Regions from separate parts of the Gossypium hirsutum genome. Here region 2 is linked to region 1. The links are chromatin contacts, called in public Hi-C maps. All regions are on one chromosome and are shown on one strand. The core of a region is the stretch at or near the end of the contact, and the rest is flanking DNA. Distances in the headings are between cores, read along the strand shown. Region 1 has its middle 20 kb from the start of LOC107913406. Region 2 holds the start of LOC107913409.

Region 1 (3,513 bases), core at 607-3,106:
GCATATAGTATCGTCGCGTCGTCGTCTCTGCTTTGTCGTTTCAACGTTGCCGTGTCGTCCCAATGCTCCTCGTTGTGATGTCGAGCCTGTTTTGGGCCTTCATTAGTTGTTCGTTGATTGTTGTCTTAAGTGGTTGCAAGCTTTCCGATAAATGCGAGGCACACCCCACAATATATATATATATATAAATAATATGGGTGAAACTATGTGTAATAACATTGAAATGTATAAAAAATATTAACATAAAGCTTTGGTTAAAGTGGTATAAAATGATTTTATTGCCATCAACCTCCTGACATAGTGGTAAGAGTATAGATTGTACCCATGCTTGAGTTCAATTCCAAGCAATCCCTACCTAAAATTATAGGGAAAAAAAGTTATTGATATCGATGGCATTCGTTCAAATCCTAACATTTACAACTTTTTAAAATAAGAATAAGATAAAAATACCTTAGTAATAACATAAATTAGTTAAAATATGTAAGATCTTTTTAGTAATTTCCTTGTCCGAACTGGTGTTGAGTTGATTCATGACACCAACTCAATCACATACTTACATAATAGTATAAATTAATTAACAAAACTTAGATCCAATTGCATTATTCAAAGCTTGGGAAAATTCTCCTTCGATAAAAGTTTCATAGACACCCCTGTATCAAGAGTCGGATGACATCTTACTCTCTACTTAAAAATGGGGAAATTAATCCATGTACGATAGATAAAAAAGGAAACTAGTCATTATGTTAAAATTCCATCCATTTATACTGTTAAGTGATGATATATCACTATTTTGTTGCTTGAATTAGTCCCTCCATGTTAGCATCAGGTACATGTGACGCACCAAGTATCACTTTTTGGTTGCTTCATCAACCATGTCAACATTTAACAATAATTACGGATGAAATTTTAGCAGAAGAATAAGTTTGCTCTTTGATTAAATATACAAAAATTGATTTATTCATTTTTTTTATAAAAGGGGCAAAATACAATTTGACTTGTAGTATAGGGGTCTCCATGAGTACCTTTAGGGGTGAGCAAAACTCAATTGAAATCGAAAAAATAAAAAAAATTAAATTTTGAGTTAATGGAATCGAGTTATTTGAGTTATTCAATTTTTTCGAGTAAACTCGAATAAGTTATTCGAGTTTTGAATTTTAGTCAAGTTGAAATTTACAATTGAATAGCTCAAATAATTTTAGTAACTCAAATAATATATTGGTATAAATACTCATTTGATCTTTGCTCAATTTTGAAAATAAGTAAATTGGTCTCTCTCAACAAAAATTTAAAATTTTTTAAAAAAATTTTTAAAATCAAAATATTATTAAAACAATCCAAAATTTATGTATATTTTAAAAATTATTATAAAAATAAAAAAATAAAAATTCTAAAGAATATATAAAAAGATTAAAAATTAATTTCAGGACCTAAAAAATTAATTAATAATTTAAGTTTTTCATACTAAAGTATCTTATTTTTTTCTTATTTTACTTTGAAAGCGCTTTCCAATAGATATGGTTTTAAACCTGTATGCTCTAAAATAAAATTAGTTATATGGTAATAAGATTTTAATTTGACATGTTTAATTTTTTTTATTTTAACTCGAACAATTTTACTCTATTCGACTCAACTTAAATTTTATTTCACTCGGCTCGATTCGAAAAAAATTCAAGTCGCATTAGGATAATAAAATGAGACTCGTCAACTCAAAATTCTTTTACTCGATTCAATCTAACGTTGAACCCTAATTGCGTTCCTCTCTCCTTTCAAAAGTGGCTGAAATAATGTCATTGGTGGGCCTATATAAAAGAGTTTCTTGGGCCCAACCAACAAGGAGCACCAACGAATGGGCCCAGAGTAAAAGCTGGAAGGCCTTCTTCGGCATCGAGAATGGTCAACTCTACTGCATTGGAGCTGTTCTTAAACTTTTCGTAAAGCAAAATTCTCACTTTTTTTCACAAAGCAAAATTCTCACTTTAGTTTTTAAGAATTCACCATCTTCTTAGAAAACAAGAACATGGAGAATATTTCGCGGTTCAAAGTTTTTTAAAGATTGTGCAGCTTTCTTCCATGACGATATAAAGAAAATTTGATGTAGTACTTAACAATTATTAATCATTTGTCGGGGTCGATTGTGTTCATTAGAGCTATTTATAGGTTAGGTCACTCGATCTGGCTTAAAGACTTGCTTGAAAAATGAAAGGATTTGAACAAAAATATAGACATGACAAATAGGCTTCGGTAAAAAAATATTTAGAAAACAAGTTGACCTTGGTAAAGGTTTTTTGGCTCGGGCTTGGCTCAAATTTGGGAAAAAAAACTGTTGTTTTCCCACTGCTTTGTTGTTGTTTTCTCATTATTTTGCTGCAATTTCACTATTATGTTACTACTATTTTGTTGTTATTGTTTGAACATTGTATAACTCTTATTTTATTATTAATTTTTCAACTATTTTAGAGATATTTGCTTTTTAAGTTGTACCTATCTTAGTGTTATTTAAATATAAATTTTTTTTAAATTTATTTTCAATTTTTAGGAAACATTTATTTTAATGCTTTTAGTGATTTTGTTGCATTATATATATTTTTAAAAATTATATAAAAAATTAATATGGGTTGAGTCAGACCCCGATTTTAGCATTTTTATCCGAATCGGGCTTGTGCAAAATTCTAGGCCCATTTTTCAAGTCGGGCCGAGCCCGGGCCTATCAAACAAGCTTGAAATTTGATCAGGACCAGACATGAACTCGACCCATGGACAAGTCTAAACACAATCCATTAAAGAGTTATGTTGAGCTAATGGAAGGACTAATTGAATATATATAATTTAGATTAAATAATTTGTAGTTAAGTCCTAACTTTTCATTTATTAATCACAAATTATTTAGCCACAGAGTTATTCTACTAAAGTACCATGACTGTACTTCCCACAATACACCATTATGAAAGATAATAAATTCAACTTTTTGTCCAATAACCTTATACTATGTGTGCTACCTTAATAGGATATCCATAATCCCTCTAGGTTAAATTTTTTTCACTTAATTTGATCAATTTTATCTCATGGTCACAATTGTATATTCCGCAATGAAAATGACATTACTCAAATTAGTAATGATAAAATCATTTGTCTGGGACAAATGACCCCTGGCTAGGTTCCATTTTCATAATTCATACAATGCCAACAAGAGGATACCATTTAATCCCTTTTTTTTTCTATCTATGAATTCTATTATTATGAGTGAAGTCATATCATGTATAAGTGATCTGCCGTCAAATGTAGTAGTTAATTTGAGGTCAATTCCGCACTTAAGAAGCTTGTGTTCTATGCAATTTAGGATTTTATATTACATTTTTGGTATTTAGGCCATAGGATTAAATATTACTAAAATAAGTTTTTTAACACATTTTATAAGTGTTGTGACCCAATAGGCCGACACGGGCCTTAGGTTGTGCTAATATGTTTAATTGAGTGTGTATAAAGATTTAAAGGCCCAATTGACATGGAAGCAAA
Region 2 (3,513 bases), core at 682-3,181, 160 kb after region 1:
GGGATATTCTAGTCATAAAAGCTACGAATTTTAGCCTATAAAAAGGCCTTAGTTACCTTAGGTTTGTAATATAGATAAAAACACAATTAAGATAGAATTCTATGTTTTAGTTTGAAGGGTTTTTTCTTTCGGGGTTTAGGGTTTTCTTTGTTTTGAATCTCTCCATCTTTTAATTTTCTCTTATTAGTGAAATCTCCTTTTTCCTGTAGTTTTTTTATCCTCTTCAGATGAGTTTTTCCATGTAAAATTTGTGTGTTTGATCTTTTCAATCTCTTCATTATTATTCTTGTTCGTTGCTTACAAGGGTTTATCCCCAACAATATGTAAGAAAAATTAAACCATTATGATATCTAGGGTAAATTACAAGATTAATCACCCAACTATGCACTTGATTTTATTTTAGTCACTCAACTTTTTGAAATTAGATATTTTAGTTGCTCTCCTGTTAGTTGCCATTAACTCAGTAACGGAAGTCTAATACGAATTCTTTTATTGACGTAATAATAAATTATTTTATTTATATTACAATACAATTAATTTATTTAAATCATATAACAAGTTAAATAATAAATTTCTCATTATTTTGATTATTAATAATTCTACAAATAAACTATAATGAAATGAAATTGAATAATGTGGATTAACATGATGGGTCAAGTCGTGTAAAACACGAATATGTTTCTTATGTCACAAAAAAGTATCATGCTAATATAATTATAGAAACCCCAACCTCAACTCGTTTCATATTAACAAACAAAGTAGAAAAATCAAATTTACCAATGTTATTTTAATATACAATATAATATATGAACTTTAATTTTATACAACTTATACATAAAATTTTAATTAGATTTAAGTTTCACAAAATACTAACAACATTATCAACATAGCACCATTTAGTATATACAAATAAATACTTATTCAATAGGAAAATAAATTAATATAGTCATGAGCAAAACCCTGATTTTTTTGGGTCAAGATTAAGTTGCATATTTTAAAAAGGCTAAAATGTAATTTCGTTAATTAAAAGAATTAAATAAAAATTTTATGATTATGAGAAGATGAAACTAAATTTTATCATCTATTATTTGTAATTTTATAGATTTCGAGTCTAAAGAAAATTATACCATTTTTTGGAGTGAGGACCATGACCTTATGGAAGTAATTATTTTTTTTAAAAATTTTTATAATTGAATCAAAACTAAATTTTTATCAAAATTACAATAAAAATTTTCAGTGTAATTGCTTTATATTAAAAATTATATATTAAATTACACATTAAACCGAATTTAATGTATTTATCACTAACAATAAAGCATGATTTGTGATAATAAATTATTTTCAAAATTAGCAAATCTAGGTGATTATTATTATAGGTAGCATAGGTCCTTTCTCTCAATACACGTAGGCGTTTTAGTTAAATAATAATTTAATTATGTAAATTACCAACACAGAAAGCATAAAATGATAGTTTCAAAAATCAAAAATCCTCGTGCGGCCACTTTCCACTTCCGCCGTGGCTCGAGACCCTTTTATCCTTTCTACGTCTTAACGTTCTTCCAAATCTCATAAACAAATTATTTTCAAAAATAATATATTAATAATTTTATAATACACATTTTTATGGTTTTCAAAAATAAATTCAACAGATTTCAATAAACTGTATAAATGGGTTGCGTTGGTTTTTTTTACAATTACTTATTTAATTTTAACATTTAATTCTTTTATATAGTAAAATCCAACTTCCAAGTCATTTTGTCCTATTACATGTGAGGGTAAGAAAGCTAATGTCGTGGACCATTGTGAAGATTTTCATCTACATGATCCAACGGTGATGAACTTAACATTGATCTACTACACTCACACTAACATGTAAAGGCGAACGATGTTATATGAGGAACCTTCTTGGAAGCTAAGTGGAATTTGTTCTCCCCCCATGTCGTCTATATATACACAAACCAACCAAAATTTATTTACAGTTGGAGGGCAAAAAAAACATACGAACCTCATATGGAGTATTGTGAAGCAGAGCATGGATGTAAGAAGCACTCAAATCACCAGGAAAAGCAAGGTGTTTGCCCTTCTTGTCTTAGAGAAAGATTATCTTGTCTTACTCTTTCATACAAAGAAGCTTCACGGGTTACTTCTTCACTCTATTTTTGTCCTGTTCATTACTCTCTGGCTTCAAACCCTGACTCCCCGGCTCGACATAGTCATTCCCATATGCGGAACAGTTCCGGGGTGATGGGAATCATGGGGATGTCCTCGTCTTTCGGGGTAAAGCTTGGTGCCTCTAATGGTTTGAAGAAGAGTAGATCGATTGCTTTTGTACCAAGAAACTTGGATGATGACGATGAAGAGACCAAAAAAGGGAAAAAGAAAAAAGGGTTTTGGTCCAAGTTAGTACATTTCAAAGGGAAGGACGCTTTCAACAAGTATGAGATTAACGATTGGAAGAGTGAATTAGTTTCCTAGGATTCAATTTCAATAAAATTGTGCATTTCTTTTTCTTTTCCTATGTTACTTGTTCATGCAATGGGAAAGAATATTCCATCTTGAATCCTGTTATTGGCATTTTATAAATGTTGGCTCTTTAATTAAAAAAGAAAAGAAAAGGCTTATGCATCAACTAAGGTTTTTCAGATGCTAGAATTTATCTTCAAAAGAGAGATGCTTTTTAGATTTTATCACGAAAAGATTATATTATATATCACGTGTAAGAAGCTGAATGCCTAAATGTTCAATTCAAATTACAATTAGCTGGAATCATACAGCCAGGGAATAATTATTTTTCCCATATTGTATTGGTCTGAAATTTCCTGCTGCTGACCCCAAACATCTTTCATACAGGACTGTAAAAATTCAATGAGCTCTGTACATTTCGTATCACAGTTTCCACGACAGCAACAGGCACATTTTTTTCCGAATGAATTTGATATCATCTTGTAGACTTGGTTTCTGTGTCGTTCTCATTTTCATTCTCGTCACTGTGGTCTACTGACGCTCGTTTCAATCTCTGGAATATCTCATCAAGGGACTCAGAATCGGATGAGTTGACATAGGAAATGAGTGTGGCTTCCTGATTCTGGTGCACAGGAAGAAACTTTCTGGCCTCAATATTTGCTTTAAAATTTTGAAAACCAGATTTCATTGATCGCCATGTTGAGGCCAGTCCAGCAGATGGCCCACCCTTGAGGTTATCAAGATGCGAATTGCCTACTTCAAGCAATGAGACCTTAGCAGAGGTTATGTTATTCTCCACCGGTTTTGGATTTGATATTTGTCGACTTTGTTCTCTCATGGCAGCATACTTGTTGCTCATGACTTCTCTGCTTGTGCCATATTTACGGGTCTCTTCTTTCGCAGGCCTTGAGGGAGATCCTTTCACACCACCAGTGGCTGAAGTGGTCGCTGCCTTCATTTCAACAGTACGATCCTGAGCATTTCACATCAAGTTAGAAATTGAACATACCATAGGTTTTAGATGAAAAAGAAAAAGGACAACATTTTGCA

What was found. A called contact is a pair of places that touch in the nucleus more often than the background predicts.
Region 2: a Hi-C map of leaf shows a contact between it and region 1, with 2.3 times the contacts expected there. The contact joins the promoter of LOC107913409 here to the enhancer-like site in region 1. A contact is called at or near these places in 3 of 34 Hi-C or Micro-C datasets (leaf and petal).

What each region holds. Positions count from the first base shown.
Region 1 is chrD11:33,339,890-33,343,402 of Gossypium_hirsutum_v2.1, forward strand. No RefSeq gene overlaps it. Among protein-coding and RNA genes, the nearest start is that of LOC107913406, 20 kb to the left of the region's middle. Within about 2 kb of position 1,857, at least 1 of the 9 cell types and tissues checked has an H3K27ac peak or open chromatin away from gene starts, as enhancers often do. A contact at or near this core is called in leaf, where this site is marked.
Region 2 is chrD11:33,501,489-33,505,001 of Gossypium_hirsutum_v2.1, forward strand. LOC107913409 reads left to right here and starts at 1,932. Exons shown (of 1, transcript XM_016841983.2): 1 at 1,932-2,560. The coding sequence starts at 2,011. The coding sequence ends at 2,475. LOC107913408 (LMBR1 domain-containing protein 2 homolog A) reads right to left here. Exons shown (of 14, transcript XM_016841981.2): 14 at 2,683-3,436. The coding sequence ends at 2,939.